5 separate regions of the Mus musculus genome follow, and regions 1, 3, 4 and 5 are each linked to region 2. Evidence: chromatin contacts called from public ChIA-PET and HiChIP or PLAC-seq data. All regions are on one chromosome and are shown on one strand. The core of a region is the stretch at or near the end of the contact, and the rest is flanking DNA. Distances in the headings are between cores, read along the strand shown. Region 1 holds the start of Itgb5 (integrin beta 5). Region 2 holds the start of Osbpl11 (oxysterol binding protein-like 11). Region 3 has its middle 24 kb from the start of Muc13. Region 4 overlaps Heg1 (heart development protein with EGF-like domains 1). Region 5 holds the start of Tfrc (transferrin receptor).

What was found. ChIA-PET counts read pairs in DNA pulled down with a chosen protein or histone mark. HiChIP or PLAC-seq counts read pairs in DNA pulled down with a chosen protein or histone mark.
Region 1: an H3K4me3 HiChIP or PLAC-seq map of embryonic forebrain shows a contact between it and region 2, with 4 times the contacts expected there. The contact joins the promoter of Itgb5 here to the promoter of Osbpl11 in region 2. A contact is called at or near these places in 2 of 39 promoter capture datasets (the HPC-7 cell line and pre-B cells), 1 of 15 datasets of contacts at CTCF or cohesin (pro-B cells), 6 of 484 Hi-C or Micro-C datasets (the G1E-ER4 cell line, LSK cells, the N1E-115 cell line and 2 more) and 8 of 115 datasets of contacts at active chromatin or transcription factors (astrocytes, differentiating embryonic stem cells, embryonic forebrain and 5 more).
Region 3: a contact with region 2 is called in an H3K4me3 HiChIP or PLAC-seq map of pro-B cells, with 6 times the contacts expected there. The contact joins the enhancer-like site here to the promoter of Osbpl11 in region 2. A contact is called at or near these places in 3 of 39 promoter capture datasets (the HPC-7 cell line, cranial neural crest and second pharyngeal arch cranial neural crest), 7 of 115 datasets of contacts at active chromatin or transcription factors (the 230-238 cell line, embryonic forebrain, embryonic midbrain and 4 more) and 1 of 9 other capture datasets (embryonic stem cells).
Region 4: an H3K27ac HiChIP or PLAC-seq map of extraembryonic endoderm stem cells shows a contact between it and region 2, with 10 times the contacts expected there. The contact joins the enhancer-like site here to the promoter of Osbpl11 in region 2. A contact is called at or near these places in 3 of 39 promoter capture datasets (the HPC-7 cell line, HPC-7-derived erythroid cells and stem cell-derived epiblast-like cells), 1 of 484 Hi-C or Micro-C datasets (the G1E-ER4 cell line), 5 of 115 datasets of contacts at active chromatin or transcription factors (embryonic midbrain, embryonic stem cells, extraembryonic endoderm stem cells and 2 more) and 1 of 9 other capture datasets (embryonic stem cells).
Region 5: an RNA polymerase II ChIA-PET map of memory CD8 T cells shows a contact between it and region 2, with 20 read pairs. The contact joins the promoter of Tfrc here to the promoter of Osbpl11 in region 2. A contact is called at or near these places in 1 of 484 Hi-C or Micro-C datasets (CD8 T cells) and 1 of 115 datasets of contacts at active chromatin or transcription factors (memory CD8 T cells).

What each region holds. Positions count from the first base shown.
Region 1 is chr16:33,828,321-33,831,096 of GRCm38.p6, forward strand. Itgb5 (integrin beta 5) reads left to right here and starts at 1,345. Exons shown (of 15, transcript NM_001145884.1): 1 at 1,345-1,710. The coding sequence starts at 1,641.
Region 2 is chr16:33,183,769-33,186,468 of GRCm38.p6, forward strand. Osbpl11 (oxysterol binding protein-like 11) reads left to right here and starts at 1,303. Exons shown (of 13, transcript NM_176840.3): 1 at 1,303-2,232. The coding sequence starts at 2,036.
Region 3 is chr16:33,768,640-33,771,339 of GRCm38.p6, forward strand. It overlaps a transcript of Heg1 not described here. Among named protein-coding and RNA genes, the nearest start is that of Muc13, 24 kb to the right of the region's middle. Within about 2 kb of position 1,397, at least 102 of the 459 cell types and tissues checked have an H3K27ac peak or open chromatin away from gene starts, as enhancers often do. A contact at or near this core is called in the 230-238 cell line, memory CD8 T cells and pro-B cells, where this site is marked.
Region 4 is chr16:33,713,171-33,715,919 of GRCm38.p6, forward strand. All of the region lies in intron 2 of Heg1 (heart development protein with EGF-like domains 1), which reads left to right. Among named protein-coding and RNA genes, the nearest start is that of Heg1, 30 kb to the left of the region's middle. Within about 2 kb of position 1,276, at least 131 of the 459 cell types and tissues checked have an H3K27ac peak or open chromatin away from gene starts, as enhancers often do. A contact at or near this core is called in the G1E-ER4 cell line and stem cell-derived epiblast-like cells, where this site is marked.
Region 5 is chr16:32,607,580-32,610,367 of GRCm38.p6, forward strand. Tfrc (transferrin receptor) reads left to right here and starts at 1,317. Exons shown (of 19, transcript NM_011638.4): 1 at 1,317-1,457.

The DNA of each region.
Region 1 (2,776 bases), core at 95-2,594, 640 kb after region 2:
AACTCACTTTGTAGACCAGGCTGGCCTCGAACTCAGAAATCTGCCTGCCTTTACCTCCCGAGTGCGCCACCACGCTTGGCATGCAGCATGAATTCTACTGGATAATGGTTAGCAGCAAACATGATTTTTTTTCGAGACAGGGTTTCTCTGTGTAGCCCTAGCTGTCCTGGAACTCACTCTGTAGACCAGGCCGGCCTCGAACTCAGAAATCTGCCTGCCTCTGCCTCCTGAGTGCTGGGATTAAAGGCGTGCACCACCACACCCGGCCAAATATGACTTTTAAGTCATAACAAAGCAATGTAGGACAGAGTACGAATTTGCATATGGTCCAAGGATGAACTTTGAAGTTTGCTCTGGATTGGTTCACTTTTCCCTATGCACACACTACAAACTGGCTCCTGTCAGTGCCACCCAGTTAAGAGTTTGAAAGGTGGACACAACAAAGTTTTTAAGATTCAAACGCCTTAGGTAGGTTTTTGCACCTACACCGCCAAGTCCTGACCTTCTAGCTGCTGCTGCTGCTGCTTCTGCTGCTTCTTCTTCTTCTTCTTCCTCTTCCTCTTCCTCCTCCTCCTTCTTTTTCTTCTTCTTTTATTTATTTATTTTTTCTTTTGGTTTTTTCGAGGCAGGGTTTCTCTGTGTAGCCCTGGCTGTCCTGGAACTCACTCTGTAGACCAGGCTGGCCTCAAACTCAGAAATCTGACTGCCCCTGCCTCCCAAGTGCCGTGTAAAGTCGTGTGCCACCATGCCCAGCTCCAGCTGGTTCTTAATAGGCAAAGGTTAGGCTGCCTTACTTAAATCTGGATTTCAGGGAAAAAGCTAGCAGTCGCTTCCTCCAGTATATTAACCCTTGGTGGCTCAGTTTGCTCACCTAAACAACGGGAGGGATGTTAGCACTTATCACAGTGCCTGCTCACCAGGGTGCCCTCCGCTTCACCTGAACTTCCACGTTCCACGTGTCCTCCCCTGCCCATCCCAAGCGTGGCGTCTGGATTGAATATTCTCGGGCGAGGCCTGGCCTGGCATGCGCTTGTGGCATGACGAAATGGCCTGACAGATCCAAGCCGTAACTGCCCCACGATCCTGAAGTCAAAACTGAGATTGCTTTGGCCCAAGTAATCTCTGCAGGCCTAATGGAGCGCGCCCCGCCCCCTCCCAACTCCAAGACCGGGGAGGGAGACCCTAACTAGAAGTTTCGAACACCCGATCCCCACAAGTGGGTCAGCTGTGACAGCCACCTGGGCAACCCAGGATCTAGGCGTGCTGGCGGGTCCCGGTGCAGGGCGGAGCTGGTCCGGCCCGAGCTCGCCCCGCCCCGTCCCGCCTAGCCGTAAACTGACCGAGTGGCGGCCCGCAGGAGAGGGGGGAGGAGAAAGCAGAGAAGAGTGGGGGCTGGCGGCCGAGGAAAAAGGGAAGGGTCTCCGAGAGTAGACGCGCGGGGGACTCGGCGAGGGTGCGTCCGGAGCAGCGACAACTCCGAGCGTCCCAGCGGGCCAGCGAGGAGGATGGTGGCGGCCGGGCGCGGACCAGCCCGGCCGCGGGCGCCGTGAGCCGGAGCGCAGCGCCCGGCATGCGGCTGCGGTCCCCGGCCTCGGCCCCGCTCCGCCCCCGCCGAGCGCCCCAGCCGAGCGGCGCGCATCATGCCGCGGGTGCCCGCGACCCTCTACGCCTGTCTGCTCGGGCTCTGCGCGCTCGTTCCGCGCCTCGCAGGTAAGCCGCGCCGCCCCGCCGCGCGCTCCTCAACTTTTGCTCGCCCGCGGCCGCTTGCGGGAGCCGAGGGTGCAGTGCACCCCAGGGCGCTCCCAGAAGGGTCGGCGAGGCGCGGGCATCAGATCTGCGTGCGCTGGCGGGTTCCCTCCCGGGCTGAGGAGGAGCCTTCCCTTCCTGTGTAAACAGTGTGCGTCTGGTGGCGGAGCCCGAGGGCGCTGGGGACTTGGGAGGGGAAGCCTCCGGGCCCGGTGCTGGGGCCCTAGCTCTTCGCTCGCCTGCACAAAGCGGCCCTTGTGGCCCGCGGGGAGTGATGTGGGGGCCAAAGTGTGGCGACCGAGTCATCCCGGAGGTCTGTGGATAATGCAACTTTCGAAGTTTGCTCTAAATTGAAAGTTGTCATTACTCTCTGTAAGTCCGAAGTCGCTGCCCCACCTGGTACACCGCCATCTGATACTGTTCGGTACTGTGATTCACAAACACTGTGTCCGGACTGCGGAGGGGCTGCTGGCGCTACCTTAGCCGGATGCACCCTGGCGCTGATGCGGGAGCCCCCAGCTACCTGCGTTCAGTTTTCAGACTTGGGAGTGGCAATTAAGTTTAGGGACCGGACAGTGGTGGCACACGCCTTTAACCCTAGCATGCTACACAATGAGACCCTGTCTTAAAAAAAAAAATCCCTATAGGAAGAATGATAGTTGACGCTCCTACCTCTTCCAAACCTACCCACTCAAAGAGGAGTTTCCGAACTTTCCTCTTCCTGTCGGAAGTAATTGTGTATTGATTAAGAGTGCGCTATTCACTTTCAAGCCCGAGGTACTTGTTTGCCTCTCTGAGCCCAGTGGTTGCCTGGCTGCTTGAGGGGAGAACTCTGTTACCCCTACCCGTCTCATTTACATGAAGGAGGTTGAGGTTTCCATCTGAGAGCAAGGAGGGAGTTGAGGAAACCAAAAAATGTCGCTGAGGCCCCAGTACAAACTTAATAGCGTAGCAAGGCTGCTTTTCTGGGAAAATAAGTAGATCAGTGGGTCCCACCCACCCCTCCCTCAAATCTGGCAACCAGTGTCCA
Region 2 (2,700 bases), core at 53-2,552:
AAGCAAGTTTTAGGTTCAGGTATGGTGGCACACGCCTTTAATCTAAGCCACATCTTCTACTGGAGGCCTACATCAGGACCTTGAAGAAAGAAGGTTCACTCTTCTTCAACTGATTGTACTTACTTGCTAGCAAGTCTGTTGGAATCTATTTCCACAGAAGACCAGCTTATACTAGCCTCACAGGCCTGACTTCCCACTCACAGCTGCCCATTGTTGGGTTAGTTGGACTACAGACTGTAAGTCATTACAATAAATTCCCTTACTATATAGAGACACTCCATATGTTCTATGACTCCAGAGAACCCTAAGACAAGGATTATTTCTTTTTTTTTTTTCCGAGACAGGGTTTCTCTGTGTAGCCCTGGCTGTCCTGGAACTCACTCTGTAGACCAGGCTGGCCTCGAACTCAGAAATCCGCCTGCCTCTGCCTCCCAAGTGCTGGGATTAAAGACGTGTGTCACCACACCCGGCTAAGGATTATTTCTTAAGTACACCAGTGTGGTTCTTTCAAGTAGTTGTTACCCAGGTTAATCATGCCCACCTGGTAGAGGTAAACTTTCCCTGTGCCTAGACAAAGAGTTAATGGCAGGCTGGGCCTTGCAGATGGTTGTGGTCCTGCATTGCCCCTGTGTCTTGTTTTAGGAATGCTCTTTGATGGGTATAATGGCAGGTTGTCTCCTTTTGCTGTGGGAGTGGAGCCTAACTGGAGGTCAAGCTGAGGGGATAAACAGTAAGAGAAACTTCTTCAGAGACCCCAAACTTCAATTATGGTAAAAGTTTTCTTTCTTACAGTTTGTAACAAACGTGGCAATAAACTACTTTTCTTCCAGTGTTATTGGTCCTTTTTAAGTAAGCTTATTAGTAAATCCTTTTTATATCAATCTACTTCAAGTTTCTCCAGCATCACCAAGAGCTCTAATTTCCAAGACAATTTCCTTTTCTTTAAGACGATTTACCTTAGTCCAATATCATGTTGGGTTTTTTGTTGCTCAAAAATGACTGATCAGTTATTTTTCCCCACTTTGTTCTGTAAATTCTTATTTTTTTAGGTTCCCTTAAAAGGCAAGGAATGGGGCTCCCCAAGAGAGTATAGGACCTGTTTAGCAAGACCGTTTCATTCCCTTTTTCTCCCTCCCTCCCGCCTGCTGCCTCTTTCCCCACTGCTTCTTTCAGCTCCTTCTCTCCCTTGAGGCTCCGGTCACCGCCTCCTTTCGGGATCGTCTGCCCCAATCAAAGATGGCGCCGCCGCTTCAATGCTAGCGGAAATGAGCTCACACGACACCGGAAAGGAAGGCGGGGAGAGCTAGCAGGCGGGTGGGTGACCGGCTGTGGGTGGGGCGGCGGCCCGGGCCCTGGCTCTGGCTTTTACGTTTAGGGCTAAGGAAGCTCCAGGGAGCGGTCGGCTCCTGTGAACTCCGTGGGGCTCCAGGGCTAGCGCTCTCGGAGGAGGCCACGGTGAACCCCTCGCCTCCGGCCCAAGCTCAGCGGCCTCGGAGCCCGCGTCCTGCCCGGCGGCGTCTGCCCGACCCTCCGCGGGCTTCGCGCGACCGCTCCGGCTCAGTTCGGGGCTGCGGTGGGAACCGCGGAGCTGGCTGGACAGGGCCCTTTCTCCCGAGGACCCGGCTGAGGAGAAGAAGCGGCGCGGCTGGCCCGACCCCCGAGTCCTGAGGTCAGGCCGTGGGCTCCGGGGCTCCCGGGCCGTGGACCCCGTCCTTGCCCCGCGTTCCCAGGCAGAGGATCCGCGACCTCGCCCGCGCCGCCCGGCTGCTCCTCGGAGTGTGGCACCGAGCCCTCTGGCGGGGTGATTTGTCCTCCTTGTTCTTGCTCGGGAGAGGCATCTATCTGAAGGGTACCCGTGCTCTTTAAAACTTTTAACCAAAGTGGAAATGCGTGTCCTCTTTTTCTGGACCACTGTCGATTTCCACTCTAGCCGAGGTCTGAGATCCCGTTGAGAGTAAAAAAACGAGAGAGAGAAAGGGGGAAAAGTACTTACAAAATAACTCTGCACTTGGTGTCCCTCGCCCGAGAAGGGCAGATGAACTTTGGAGTTAAGATGCAGGGAGGTGAGCCGGCATCGGTGATGAAAGTCTCCGAGAGTGAAGGGAAGCTGGAGGGCTTGGCCACAGCAGTGACCCCGAACAAGAACAGCGGCAACAGCAGCTGTGGGGGTGCCATCAGCAGTAGCAGCAGCAACAGCAGCCGCGGTGGCAGTGCGAAAGGCTGGCAGTACAGGTATGGCCCTCCAAAGTGATGTTCTGGGGTGGCTCGGAGTGTGATGGGGTCTGCATATCCCAGTTGGAAGGCCAATTCCAAAGCGGCTGATGATCTGACTTGGAGATAGAACCCTGCTTTCGTGAGCAGGATTGACTTTCTTCAGAAATTCATTCAACAGGTAATTTTTTGAGGCCCTTTGAGGAATTCAGAAATGTACCCCAGAGTTTTCTCGATTATCCAAGGGCTTATTCTTCCTCTGATTTATCTCTACACTCACTTCTGGTTTTTGCCTCTGTTGTAATCTGTTTACAAGCAAGCCTGAACGTCTCTTAGAGCAGAAACTGTGGAACTCAGCGCTTTGAGAGGCAAATGCTGGTCTTCAAAACTTGTGGAATGATTCGAGTAACAAGAGTCAGAGAAGATCTTATCCTTTGGTTGCTTGTGACTTAGAGAAGGGGAGGGACTTAAATACAGAGGCTGATAAGC
Region 3 (2,700 bases), core at 147-2,646, 580 kb after region 2:
CTCCCAGGTGGTGAACACCTGTGAAGGGGGCAGACTCCCAGCTGGTGAGTCAAGAGTACAGGGCCAGGAGCCTCAAGCCCCACAGAATGAAGTACTCTGTTCCTGGGAAGAATTCCAACATCCAGAAAAGTGTCCTGTGAGTTCCAAAATTGCTTGTTGACTCACAAGTTTGGCCCAAATAGAACGGAGTGAAAGTTTTCATTTTGTTCTTTTATTACTGTGAAAAACACCAGGAGAGCCCCCAAACAAGGGTGCATTCACAGTGGGTCTACCATTTGTAGGTAGGGGAGAAGCTTTCGGTAGAAAGGCCTCTGCCCACCATTGGGATGAAGGGGGTGTGGGTGCTCTCCTACTTGGGGTTACATCCAGAAGGAGCCCCAAGAGGACACCAGCAACCCATGAGCAGAACAGACAGGCTGAGCCCATGCCTGGACACGCAGAGTCTTTGCTAGACAGAAGTGCTCAGAATGGATAATTTGTGTGCATAAAAGTGTCACAGTCCTGAATTGGGCTCCCATGACAAGGGAAGTAGGCAGAAGGGAAAAGCCACACTGCCTAGGAGATAATGAAATGGAGAAGATCCAGGCCAGGTAGAACTTGTTTATCCTGGGGGCATCAGGAACAGGGTTAAAAAGGAGGGTCTTCCTAGTTCCAGCCTGAGCTCTCTAAAACTCCAAGGTTTTTTGGTTTTGTTGTTTTTTTTTTTTTTGTTGTTTGTTTTCTTTTTTTCACTTCATGAGCCAGCTCATGACTACTGGGGCCTATTTCTTAGGAGGAGAAATAGCATCATGTGTTCCCACCATGGGCCTGGCTCTATGCATGTAAGGTAGGTATCTGGCCTTACAGCATGTGGGTTAGCCAGTGCTGAGCACTCAGAGGAGAAGCATGGGAATGTAGTTTCTGTGGCAAACTGCCTGCTTAGCATGTATAACGCCCTGGGGTTTAGCCTCGGAACCACATAAGCAGGGCAGAGTGGTACACTCTTAGAACCCCAGCCCTCAGAAGGTTGAGGCAGGAGGATCAGGAGTTCAAGGCCTTCCTGAAGAACAGGACACCCTGTCTTAAAAAAAGGGAAATACTGGCAGGTTTGTGGTTGGCAAGAGGCATATTGGTACGTGGCTTGGGCCCTCAGAAGTGAAAGGGGGTGGTCTAGGTGGGTTTTTGACATGAACAGCCAGGCTGAGGCAACCCTGTGAGGGCTGCCTGCCTTATTCTCAGACTCCCACGTAGTAGAAGTGTGAACCTATGTGGGCTGGGGGTGGAGTTGAGTGTCTGAGGTGCTGAGTGATCTTCTTAACTGGGGAGGTTGCTTCTAGAAGCGTCTTAAGTCATGTTGAACCAGAACTACTGTACGGTTAGAGCAGTCAAGCTGCCTGGTGGTATTTGAGGTCAAAGACTGAGCTGACTATTAGACTATTGTGGTCTAAAAGAGGAAGTCGTAAAAGACAGCCCGTAGAGGAGAGCAGTGTTGTTGGAAAGAGACTGGAGGAAAGTCTACCAAGATGCTGTCTATTCAGGTGTGAAGTTCCAGAGTGGGCACGGTAGCATCACCCCGGTGTGTGGCCTTTGGGTGCCTCCTTAAGCCACTTTGCCTAGTAGTGACCTGTATGGGTCTCTATAACTATGGGGCTTTGCCCAAAGCAGTAAAGCTGTACAGCCAAGTTGCTCTTGGCTTAGTGTTTCATAACACACTCAAAACTAGGGGCTTTACCCATATTTCTAAATTTATGTTCATTTTTCTTTTGAGACCAAAGCAATTCTTTGGGTAGAAGGACAATACAAGGTTTTGCATTTTGATATTTTATTTAAAACAGTCCATTACAGCAGATAGAAATGTTTATTTCCCTGAAAGCTCTTTTTCTTCTTCTGCTTCTATGGGAGGGTAGAGTCAGGAGTGGACCCCAGGGCCTTGCGCATACCAGACAAGTGCCGCCCTGTGGATCTGCACACCCCCAGCCCTCTCATATCTTCTTGACAGTATCAGTTCAAGGTTCTAGTCTTGTTCCAGCATGTTTGGTTACGGAAATGGTTCTGTAGCTTGCCTTTGGGAATATGTGTTCTTTTCTTTTCTTTTCTTTTCTTTTTTTCTTTTCTCTTCTTTTCTTTTCCTTTCTCAAATCCCCAAAGAAGAAAACACAATAGGAACATTGAAGTTAAAATAATCACTTTAAACTCTTTTTAAAATAACAGGTTAAGATAATAGGAACATTAAAGTATTGAATGTCAATCAATTCATTGTACTTTGGTGTCTCCACAAGGTCACACCCCTTTATGTCTGTTGCAAACTTTAGCCTGCACAGTAGCCTGTGAAACCAAAGGGGGACCATTTAGGTCTGAAAGGAGGCAGGTCCTGGCCTGCCTCTGTCACATGGGCATCTTCAAAGAAAACATTTTTCCAGTGGGGCTGCCTGGTAGATTCTGCTATATAATTTTAAATGATGGGCTCAATATCCTTGTTCTGAATTGTTGAGGAATGTGTGTTCCTCAACAGGGTAAAAAATAGTGATGGGGCGGAGCCAGTTTGTCAGGGGAACTGAACCGACTCCCTTAACTCTGGGCATTACCTAGGCCTGCTCTACAGAGAAAAGGACAGTTTGCCATGAGTTGCTGTGATGCATGTGTGTTGCTGGTGTTACAGGTAAACGGGGATGAGGCTGCAGTACAAACTCCGTTCTGTTTGTCCTGGATCTTGTTCTGTAT
Region 4 (2,749 bases), core at 26-2,525, 530 kb after region 2:
AGAGGACTTTAGTCAGAGAGCATACCCCAGAGAGCGCCTGAGGCCAATGAGGAAACAAACCTCTGTGGAAACAAGCCTCTGCCCTGTGTTTAAAGTTAGCCTGGCACCTTCTAGCCTACCCAGAAAGCTCGATAAACCTCTCCTACTGAATGGACTTCATGAGATTCTACTAACCCTTTCTGAGTCCGTGACTGACACGGGAGCTTTGGGGATGTAGGCCTAAGGAGGACCAGCAGGACCCGCCACAGCAGACTTGGAGTCAACCTGCCGTACCAGCCTGCTCAGTGAATGAGGACAAGCAATGGGGTCCTTGTTCAGGGGAAGAGTTCGTGATTTTTCTAGCAGTGTGACCTAGAGAAAAGCCCAACGCTTAAACCAGTCAGGTCTATAATGTCCCTCAGGAGATGTGCCTACGGACGATAAACCAAGGGCATGGTGGGAGGTTCTTTTGATCTGAAAGGTGGCAGCATTTGATGATCCATACATACTCAGTCTGTGTCGTCTGGGCCTCCTTTACTGCCACCTAGGAGCACGGTGTGTGGAGCTGAGTGTGTTTTTGCCAACTTGACACAAACTGGGAAGAGGATCCCTCAATTGAGAAAATATCTCCATCTGATTGTCCTGTGGGGCAAATCTGTGTGTTTGTGTGTGGGTGTGTTTGTGTGTGTGGTTTTTGTTCTGATTTGTTTTGTTTGTGTGGGTCCTGGTTCTGTAAGAAAGCAGGCTGAGGGGCTAGAGAGTTATCTCAGTGGTTAAAAAACACTGACTGCTCTTCCAGAGGTTCTGGGTTCAATTCCCAGCAGCCACATGGTGGCTCACAACCATCTGTAAGGGGATCCGATGCCCTCTTCCTTTGTGTCTGAAGACGGCTACAATGTACTTATATACGTAAAATAAATAAATTCATCTTTAAAAGAAAAAAGGAAAAGAAATCAGGTTGAGCAAGCCAGTAAGTAGCGCCCCCTCCATGGGTCTACTTCAATGATAAGCTTTTACCTAGAACTTTACAATAAAATAAGATAAACGTTCTTTATTTCCCGAGTTGCTCTTGGTCAGTATTTTATTACGGCAACAGAACACAGAGCAGAACAGACTGATCAGTACAGCACCTTCCACATCCTGGGTAGCCAGGAGTTAATCTGTTTCTGAACAGAATCTATCTTACAGCACCTAAGCACGCCCAGGACGATGAGCCAGGGGGCGTTGCTCTCCACCCTCTCCTGCCTCGCTGCCTCTCTAGACTTTCCGTGGTCTCTTTGACTGTTGGTCCTGGTGTGGGGGCGGGGCTATAAACAAAGCAACAAGTGGCCCCGCCCCGGTGAGGAGGGCGGGGAGGAAGCTCTGTTCTGAAGGCACAAATGTGTATGTTGAATTGTGTGAGAGTGACTACAATTCCGCACTAAATTTAGTGTGAGCTTCCTGGAAATGGGGGCACAAAGGGAAGCTGGGTGGAGCGTGGGATTGTTGTCGGACAGTCAGCATACCGTTTAGCCCATAGGCAGTGGGCGGGCAGTTCTTCCAAGAGGAATATTTATTTATGTAAGGGATTGCTGAAGATCATAATAGAAACTACTTTCAATTGCTGGTTTTGTGAGAGTCGTGCTAATGTCCTTTGAAGGTGACATTTTGTAGACTCGCTAAGAGCTGGGGCGGAATAATGGGTCTTGACTTATGGGAGTCTTTCCTGTGGGCAGTTGAGCTGTTGCAGTCCAGGTAAATGGCTTTGTGGTGATGTCACTTTTGTGAAGGGAGAGGACAGAAACGACGTGAAGGACTTTGGATGTAGTCTGCCTTGTTGTAATACCCGCTGCCTCTGCTTTACTTCTGAGAGGTTCTGGATAGCCGTCAAGGTTGAGCAGTGTGACAGAAAGTGACGCGTGCTCACACCAGGTGAGCAGTCGTTCCCTCTGTGGCCTGTTACAAACACTAGGAACTTAGCTCAGGCCTTGTCCCAGTGGGAGATGGCATTCCAATTTTTTTAAATTTTATTTTAAAATGTTTATTAGCGGAGGGGAGTGCATTTGCCACAGTGTATGGGAGCCAAAGAAAAACTGAAGAACTCAGTTCTTCTCCTGCCACCCATGGCACACAGGACCGAACTCCTGTCAAGGTTGGTAGCAAGGGCCTTTACTGCTGAGTCATCTTGCCAGATTCATTCATCCTTCCTTCCTTCCTTCTTTTTAATTTTCTATTTATTTTTGCTTTTGCTGAGGCTCAAAGTCTGAAGGTTTCTCATTTTCCTAACGCCAGCCTGTGGGTTCTTAGTTAGTGCCGCAGGTGCCCGTGTAGGATCCTAGGCAGTGCCTGTGGACAAGCTAAGCAAGCATCCTTCAACCCCTTTCTCAAGACAGGGTTTCTCTGTGTAGACCAGGCTGACCTTGAACTCACAGAGATCCTCCTGCTTCTGCCTCCCAAGTGCTAGGACTAAAGGCGTGTGCCACCACTGCCTGGCTCAAGCATTGCCTTTTTTTCTAGAGGCACTGCTTTGCAGAAGTGTTCACACACATTGTGTTGCTTTACCGTGAGGATTAAATGAGAATTGTCAATCGGGCAAATAGCACAAGGCCTGGGGCTTTGCCACTGCTTACTTGAGGACCGCTGTTTTGTTTTGTTGGGGGCAGGGTCTTACGCTGTAGTTGAGGTGGGCCTGGAACTTGCTGTGTAGACCAAACTGACTTCCAGCTCCTGATCTTCCTGCCTCAACCTCCCAAGGTTACAACATGTGCCTCGTGCCCAACCAGGGTGGCTT
Region 5 (2,788 bases), core at 67-2,566, 580 kb before region 2:
TGTACAGCCTAAGCTGGCCTGGAAGTCACCCATCTTTCTGCTCCAAATTCTGAGCTATGGGGGTACCAAACACTGCTGTGTGCTTCTGTGCTTCTCTTACAGGGACTCAGTCTATAGCCGGAATCATTATTTCTTCTTTTTTTTTTCTTCTTCCTCTTCCTCTTCCCCTTCCTCTTCCTCTTCTCTCCCATCCCCCTCTCCCTCCTCCTCTTCCTTACCCCCTCTTCTTCCTCTTCCTCTTCCTTTTTTGTTTTTTGTTTTATTGTTTTTAGACAGGGTTTCTTTTTGTAGCCCTGGTTGTTCTGGAACTCTCTATGTAGACCAGGCTGGCCTGAACTCAAGAGATATGCCTGCTCTGCCTTTCACTGGAATTAAGGCCTGTGCCACCAAGACCTGCTTATGGTCTGAATTTCAGAGATCTCTCAATGGCTGTGTGCTCTGGCTTTATATATATTTTCTGGAGTAGTACAATTTGGACAAAGAAGGGTCTAAAGGGACCAGCAGTTAGTAAATCCCAAATACGCGTTGAATTTTAGAGCAGATAAGCCAAAGGTCAAATTCGTGGCTGGGAAGTAGATTAGTACTTTAAAAGACATTCCCAGGGTCCCTAAGGGCTCCATCTGGGAGCGCGCTATCTGTAGTCCTGTTGTGGTTTAAGATACCACTCTCTTTGTTATTTGTAAATTTACCACAGGCTGGGCAGTAAAGTACAGATAGGAAGAAAAGAGTGTGAACGTTTGCAGTTTTAACAGAACTCCTTTTATTTGCTATGCATTGCAACAACCCTCTAAAAGCAATAATGGCGATAAACATGCAAGTTAATCTACAACTTTATCACCCTAGTAAATCATTGGTTCCTATTTCCCTTCCATAGGCTGAACATAGTGAGCACTGGTAGCTCTTTGCTTGGCTTAAGCGCTGCTTGTTAAAATCTAAAAAAAAAAAAAAAAAAGATTTGCAGTTTTGCTTTAAAGTTTTTCCTTTAAAGCATCTCTGAGCTGCAAAAACTCGTCTTTAGGATATGGTTTTGGCGGAGACCTAAGCCTGCAAGTAGGAATATTTTAAAGAGTAAAGGCTGATACTTTCGAACTTGCACCGCAGGGTTGGGTGTCGGTCAAGGTTAGGCGGAGGGCGACAGGCCAACTCCAAAGACACGGCGGGGGAGGGGTGCGGTGGAGAAAGCGAGCCGCAGCCAATCGCACGCGCTCTCCCGACACCTGCCGCCTTGGCGCCTTTTCTAGGCTACTCCGCGCACGCACTGGCTGCGCGCGCAGTTCGCCTCCAGCGGTCTTGGGGGAGCACCTCGGTAGGTGTACGTGCGGAAGGAAGTGACGTAGATCCAGAGGGCCGGCCGGGGGGTGGGGCCGAGCTATAAGCTTTGGGTGGGAGGCAGCGCTGCCTTCAGAAGGCGTGCGGAGCGCGGGCTGCTGCATTGCGGACTGTAGAGGCGCTTCCTAGTGAGTGACTCCCTTGTCAGCGGCACGGCCCATCGTGGTCCTCGCGTGGCGGGCGGACCAGAGCGAGACGCCAGGGCCTGGGTGGTGCGGGCGGGGAGGCGGAGGGGTGTCGCGGAGTCCGGGGCTGAGGAGCGCGGGTTGCAGGTGCAGCGCGGTGGGTGTGGGGAGCCGCTGTACCCTGCGCCCCTCGGGTCCTCCGGGCCTTCGCAGGCCAGTGCTAGGCCGCGGGTTCGAGAGTCACCACGCTGAGGCGCAGGCTTGTTCCGCCGGGAGCACGTGGTGGCGGCTGGAGGAAGTCGCCCCAGGGAACGGCTGTCGGGGTACGTGGGTGACCTTGGGGCCCCTCGCAGGAGGGCGTCACAGCTGAAAAGGACAAAGCTGTTTTCTATTCGGTTACTAGTGTCACGGACATTTAGAGGGGCGGGGGGAGCTTCCAATAACTGCACGTTGGAACTTCGGCACCACCTGGTCGGTTTTTTTGCCAGTCTCTCCCTCTTGGCCCAGCGTGTGGAATCTCATTTTTCTAGGGCAGAATAGGTCTGAACGCTGCAGGTAATACTAAGAACGTCTCTAGCATCTCCTAAGATGGGAGAACGTAGAAATACGACCTCTTTGTACGAGCTCTTTTAGAACTAGCTGTAGAGAACCAGCGTGCACCCTGGTGTTGGACAGCTCTCTAAAATGGTGTTTGAGGGTAAGAAAACTGCATTTGCAAATTTTTCAGTTAGCACACTTTGTCCCGAGCGTAAAATGAAATGATCTCCTTATACTTAGGCAGAAGACTGGACTGGATTGCTGTTCAGTTTCTGTGCTATTTTTTTAAAATAGGATTTAAGTGGGAAATAGTTGTGTTACAGAAATTCTCGGCTATTCTGTGCTATTTTTTTTTAAATAGGATTTAAGTGGGAAATAGTTGTGTTACAGAAATTCTCGGCTACCTGATACTTTTATTCTAAGATTAGATGAGTTGGCTCTGAGCTGTGAAATATGACCTCTTTGACAAAGACATTTAAGCTGATTCAGGATGTTATCTACAAAGAAAACGGGATTTAGCTTGTGTGGGTCCACTTGCATTTATTTTCTGTTAAGGATTATAATAAACTGCTTTATACAGGAATCCAATATCAGCTGTTTTTTATATAGAGAGCATAATACTTTTTACTTTGAGAGAGGATGTTGTCAAGGAATGGTGGCTGTGAACCTGGCCTGTGTTGACTGGTTAGATCTGTCTGCCTAACCCCACCCTAAGGCTAAGTAGTTATATGCTTGTGGCAATGTGCTTATTTATAATAGGGCAAGATTATGGGCTAAATTTGGGTTAGACAACAATG